Linked DNA regions of Mus musculus: region 2 is linked to region 1. The links are chromatin contacts, called in public HiChIP or PLAC-seq maps. All regions are on one chromosome and are shown on one strand. Each heading gives the region's core, a stretch centred on a gene start, on an enhancer-like site or on the middle of the called end of the contact. The rest is flanking DNA. Distances are from core to core; before and after follow the strand shown. Region 1 overlaps Gm33699 (a long non-coding RNA gene). Region 2 has its middle 23 kb from the start of Gm39350.

Region 1 (2,982 bases), core at 134-2,633:
CTGTTCATATAAATACAAACTATAGTCACAAAGATCCTCAGGGTGGAATAGACAGGGGTTGATCTCTCTCTCTCTCTCTCTCTCTCTCTCTCTCTCTCTCTCTCCCCTTCCTCCCCCTCCCCTCCCTCCTCTCTCCCTCCTTCTTCTCTCCCTCCCCTTCCCCTCCCCCTTCCTCATCCCCCTCCCCACCCTTCTCTCTCACACACACTCTCAGGAACTATTATATCAACCACTCCTTTGGATCGTGTCTACATCATCTGTGGGACATGTGACACGATGGTGCACCCACATCTGCTCCTGGAAGGTCAGGTAAACTTGCTGGTTGAGTTCCCAGAACGGAACACATCCCTGCAGCCTGCCACTGGGTCTAGGTATGCCAGATGGACGGCTGGTGAGAGAAGTGAGCCTGTTGTATACAGCTTCTCTCTGTCTGAGGTCCTTGCTGGGAAACCAAAGGCTTGAAGCAAGGGCGCCAGGAGAAACCTGGAGAGGACTGGATAAGGAAAGAGAGGCTGCACAGAGGGGAAGCCCTGGAATTTGAATAGGAAACCACAGGCTCTGGTATTGCACGTTGACCTTGACCCTACGTGGTGTTGCTATTTAAGAGGCTAAGGAAACTATAGGGGTTAGAATCAGTAGGACATTCATCACTGAAGGTAGGACCTGGGGTATCTTGTCCAGGGCATTCTCTCTCTCTCTCTCTCTCTCTCTCTCTCTCTCTCTCTCTCTCTCTCTCTCTCTCTCTCTCCCCTCCCCCTTCCCATCATTAGATGAGCCTCCTCTGCCACACACTCCTGCCATAATGATGTTCAGCCTTACCATGGTCCAGAATTAATAGAGATAAGAACTGTGATCTGAAACCACCAAAACCAGGAGTCAAAATAAATCCTCCTTACGTCCTTCACGTTGGGTCTTTTGTCTCTAAAAAAAAAAAAATGTTGTATAACCAGAGAATTGGTGGCTGCACACACGGTGAACATACTACATGCCCCTGAGCTGTGTGCACTTTAAAATGGCTCATTAAGCAACACATGTTGTCACCACAGGCACAACAAAAAGGTCAGAAACAAAAAGTTAAAGGTTGGGTCGAAAGGAGATGCGCCTTCCACAGCTGTCAAAACCACGCACAGGTGCATGTAAGGAGCGCGCTCTTGAGGTCCTCCGGTCAGGCGACAAAGCCGCGATGAGCAGCATCAGAGGCTGTGACAGCTGTGACCCTTGGGGCCTCACTTGTGCATTCCTGTGGAAAAGCAAAGCTCAGACTTGAGGCCGGCACAGCATGGAAAGAGGGACTGACTCACGACCCCTGGTAGAGAACCCCCTTCCCCTACCCAGAGGCCCTCTGGAAGATTGCACTGGCCTCCCCATACCCTGGTAGGCCATTTTCAAATGCTGCCATGCTGGCTTAATTCCACTCCATAAACATAGGTGTCTGTGGTGCTGGGGAGTGACCCGACCCATGGCCTTCTTCACTCGAGACAATTCCTCTCACACTGCGCTACACCCCAGCAAACATCCACTTTTATGGAACCATCTAAAGACGACAGCTTTTGACCACACACCTCAGCATCTTCAGCCCTTCCCGATGCCTTCCTTAGAACAATGCTCTCCAGCTCACGCCTGACCACAGTACCCATGATTCCATTGGCTTCCGGTCTAGGCTCCTCCTATCCCCCCTCCCTCCGACTCTCGTTTTGTAGGTTTGGGTGGTTCGATGGTTTCTTGGTCGTTTACTTTGGATCCTCTAGTGTCCTTCATCGTTCGTAAATGTGCGGGTTCTCCCTGCAACTGCCCCGGCTGGGAGTTTGTTCTTCTGTCTGCATGGTGCACCTCCTAAGGCTGTGCCTTGTAGATCAGTCCAGACCTTGGGTTTGCTCGGCCATTTCATCTGTCACTCAGCTCCCACTCTGTCCTGATGAGTCACGTGACCCGAAAGGCCGCACTGACACATCATTACCGCAGGAGTCCGGGTCTTTTCCTTTGAATACAGAATTACTTATGTAAATGTGTTTGTTTTTAATTGGTTCATAATAATTATACAGATTTATAAGATCAGGAGTAATGTTTCAATATGTGCATATATTAGGGTGGTTTTTTAAAATTAATTCTTTTTTTTAAATGTTTTATTTGAATCTCATTTTAGAAAACTTTGACTCCAATTTTGGTCTAAATGTAAAATGACTCCTCTGCACAGGCCCACGTGTGTGAGCTTGTGCTCCCAGTTGGTAGCGCTATTTGGGGATGTCGGGTAGCTTTTAAGAGGTAGGACTTGGCATGGCTAGCTAGCCTGGGTCCCTTGGAGTGGGCTGGGTCCAGCCAGGGACTGGTTCCCATCTAGTTCTCTTTGCTTCCTGACCCAGCCACCATGCGAGCAGCCCTTTTATACATTCTTCCTCCTTCCTCTCTGCCTTCCACCGGAGGTGACTAGAACCCTCGGAATTGTGAACCAGCGATGATTTACAAGTCATTTAAAGTCATACTTCCTGTAAGTTGCCTAGACTTTGTGTCAGTATCGAAAGCTGTTCCCTACATATTTACCGCTGGTTAACCATCTTTAGAAACACGAGTAAAGCTGACATCTTCTTTGCCATTTTTAAAGTGTTTTATTTATGTGTGTGTGTGTGTGTGTGTGTGTGTGTGTGTGTATTCCACTTGTGTGAAGTGCCCATGGAGGCCAGAGGAGGGCGGAGTTGAGGCCAGAGGAAGCTCCCTAGAGTTGGAGCTTCAGGAAGTTGTGACCTACAGAACTCAGGTCTTTTGGAAGAGCAGGATGGCTCATAGCCACCGAGCCATTTTTTCCAGCCCTTTTTTTGGCAACGATGTTTGTGCTAAGACTATTTACCACCATGGATATATAGGCAGGGTATCCTCCCCTGAAGATTATTTAAATAAGGTTTAATTTTTCCTTCTTGCTTTGTGACCAGGTTCACTAGTAATTTATAATTTTGTCTATGCTTTCCTGTGAGTGCATAACTTGGCATT
Region 2 (2,982 bases), core at 184-2,683, 570 kb before region 1:
GATGTGGAAACTGAAGCGTAGAGAACCTCGGACTGAGCTGGGTTACCTGGCCAGCATGTCTTCAGACCCCTTGCTTCTACTCTCTGCTGCCTCTGAGTTTAAACACCCCTCCCTGCTCCAGGCTGCTCAGCCCCAAACTGTCACTTCCACCTTCTCCTCCCCTCTTAACTTTCCCAAAGTGAATATCATTATTAATATTATTTGCCTAATTAACACATTGGCTGAATGACAGAAAACATGCAAACAGGTTTTGCCAGAGAAACTCTGTCTGATTAAAACTGCAGCCCGTCTAATTAGATGGAGATTTCTTCATTACCTTCCCCATTTTTAGATGAGCCAGCTCCCTCCCCTGCTCCTCCTGTCCCCACTTCCCTGTAAGGTGGCTCAGCTGATGAAAGTGTTTGCTGCACAAGGATGAGGACGGGAGTTCGAATCCCCAGCAGCCATGTAAGTGCTCAGTGTGCACAGCAGCACCCCTGCAATCCCAGCAGGAGGGAGGCAGAGGCAGCCTATCCCTGGAGCAAGCTAACTAGCTGCGTCCACCGCAGGCGTTTGCATCATGTGCACATACATGCTAACATGCATACCTACTCCCACATGCCCCTTGCCTGGAGCACACACACACACACAAAGAACAATGGTTAGGAGCCCTTACTGAAAACCTGTGCTGGTGAGAGCTTTCCCACATGGAAGTCTTCCAGAGGGAGTATTGTTGCCATTTTGCAGATGAGAACACTGAGGCTTCCAGGGAATGGGCCTGGAGTAGACTTTTCAGACCCAGCCCATTCCAGCTGCCACAGCAGTTTCCCCTCAGCCTTTCCTCATTCCTCTGCCATCCATCTTTCTACAGTTGTTAGGAAGCACAAAGTGAAGTTCCATGACCAAGCCCAGGGTGGGGCCAGGGCTGTCCAGAGATGTCCTAAGCTGAGGTCAGCCAGAGTTGTGTGAGTGGCATCTACAAGAGCCTCAAGAATGTGGGAGCCCAAATTGGGAGGGTGCCGGGGCACACTGTGGTGAATGAGGTCAGACACAGTTAGGGGTGGGGCTGCCAGGTAACCTGAGACAAGTAGGCTAGAGTGGGGTTACTGGAAGGAGATGCTCTGGTGCTCTTGCCTCTGAAGACGGTCCCATGATTGTGTGAGGTACTTTACATGTGTGTGTCTCTTCCCTAGAGCCAGATGTAAGATCTCCACGCTTTGCAGATGAGGAAACAGGCTCAGAGAGGTTGAGAAACAGGGGCAAGGTCACACAGCTTAGAACAGCCTGCTAGTTTCCTGTGGGAACAGGAATGGCTTGTTTCTGGTGACTCTCAAAGCGCTCAGGGCCCAGTGGGCGGTAGCTGAGAAGCTGGGGGCCTGCCTGTCTCTGCAGTGGTTTGAGGCCTGTGGGCCAATTTTACCAGGAAGCCTAAACCCCCTAGGGAGCATGATCAGAGGCCGGCAGACAAGCCTCATTAGCCGGATCCAGAGCGCGGTGCGTCACCATGGCAGCCAGCCTGGTGCAGGCCAGGTGGTTTTTATTACCAAACTTGGAAAACTTTATGGTGGCGCCAACAATGGATCTTTATTCTGCTGTTAATAGCGTGTCTCTTATTAGCATGCATCTCTCTCCCTCCTTAATAACCTTTACATTTCCAAACTGCATTTATAATTAAGTCATTAATCCCTTACTGGAATTTCTTGGGGTTTTTTTGTGGTTTTTTTTTTTTTGTTGTTGTTGTTGTTGTTTTTTCCCATGAGCAGCAAACCAGAAGTCCCCTCTGCCTGTTGAGAAAGGAGGCCGAGCGCTCCGGAAGTGCTCTGAGAATGTCATCCCAAGTTACGGGATCCTAGCCATGGGCTGATAAGCTCAGGTTTGAGGAGGACCCGTTACTGAGGGGCTCAGAGTCAGGGCAGGGGTCTTCTCTTACCCTCAGTGGCTTCCCTACCAAGAGGTAATCTGGAACCTGAGAGCTGTTGACTCAGGAGAACAGTTATTGCCAGGGTAGTGAGGGTGGGGGGTCTCAAAGGGTCAGCAATGCGCTCGCTCAGTGAGTTGTAGCTGGGTGGGTTTACAGGTGCTGAGGTCCCGGCTGTCTCAGAGACACAAGAAGTACATTTATCAACCCCTGGGTCTCTAGAGTGGATTGAACTATGTCCTATCGGATTCATATGTCAGCGACTCCTTAGACCTCAGGACTTCTATCTGGGCTCAGCTTTTATAGCGGTGAAGTAAAAAGAGGGCGTTGAGGTAAACCTTAATCCAGTAAGACTGTGTCCTTAGAAGAGGAGGAATTTAGGACACAGTATTTACAGTGGGGGTTGAGGGGACAGTGGGAAGGCACAGGAAGGAGATAGCCATCTCTAAGCCCAGGAAAGAAGGCCTCAGAAGACATCAGCCTGCCCTCTCTTGACCGTGGATGGCGGCCTCCAGACCTGGAGGAAACTGATTTCCTCTGTCACTGACAGCCTGTGGTCCTCCATTTTAGCAGGCCTGGTGAGCTCAAATAGCCTTCTTTCTTTCCCAGTACATTCTGGGTCCTCCATGGATCTGTTCCTGGGATCTTTGAGCATCCAGAGGAGGAAAGCTTGACTTCCCAGCTCTGCCCCAGCCCTAGCTTAGGGAAACATCTCCACAGACACTAGGGTAGGGGTAGGGGGTTGCTCTATCTGGTCCCCACCAGCTCCTGACTGCCAGAGTTGGTCTACGGAGGTGGAGCTCAGCTAAGTTATCTATATGGAAGGCAGGCCTCCCTCTAGGTCAGCCGTTCTCAACCTGTGGGTCTCAACCCCTTTGACAAACCTCTAGCTCCAAAGTTATTTACATTATGATTCATATCAGTTGCAAAATCGTAGTTATAAAGAAGCGATGAAAATAATTTTATGGTTGGGGTCACCACAACGTGAGGAACCTTATCAAAGGGTTGCAGTGTTAGGAAGGTTGAGAGTCACTGCTCTAGGTGAAGGTTGAGACTTGTGCAATAGCCTTAGGGACACACCGACG

Evidence for each region. HiChIP or PLAC-seq counts read pairs in DNA pulled down with a chosen protein or histone mark.
Region 2: an H3K4me3 HiChIP or PLAC-seq map of embryonic stem cells shows a contact between it and region 1, with 6 times the contacts expected there. The contact joins two enhancer-like sites. A contact is called at or near these places in 1 of 15 datasets of contacts at CTCF or cohesin (large pre-B cells), 4 of 115 datasets of contacts at active chromatin or transcription factors (embryonic stem cells and large pre-B cells) and 2 of 9 other capture datasets (embryonic stem cells and embryonic trunk).

What each region holds. Positions count from the first base shown.
Region 1 is chr9:61,051,007-61,053,988 of GRCm38.p6, reverse strand. Gm33699 (a long non-coding RNA gene) reads right to left here. Exons shown (of 6, transcript XR_003948174.1): 2 at 1,563-1,978; 3 at 820-1,240. Among named protein-coding and RNA genes, the nearest start is that of Gm46116, 4.4 kb to the left of the region's middle. Within about 2 kb of position 1,383, at least 10 of the 459 cell types and tissues checked have an H3K27ac peak or open chromatin away from gene starts, as enhancers often do.
Region 2 is chr9:61,617,117-61,620,098 of GRCm38.p6, reverse strand. No RefSeq gene overlaps it. Among named protein-coding and RNA genes, the nearest start is that of Gm39350, 23 kb to the right of the region's middle. Within about 2 kb of position 1,433, at least 79 of the 459 cell types and tissues checked have an H3K27ac peak or open chromatin away from gene starts, as enhancers often do.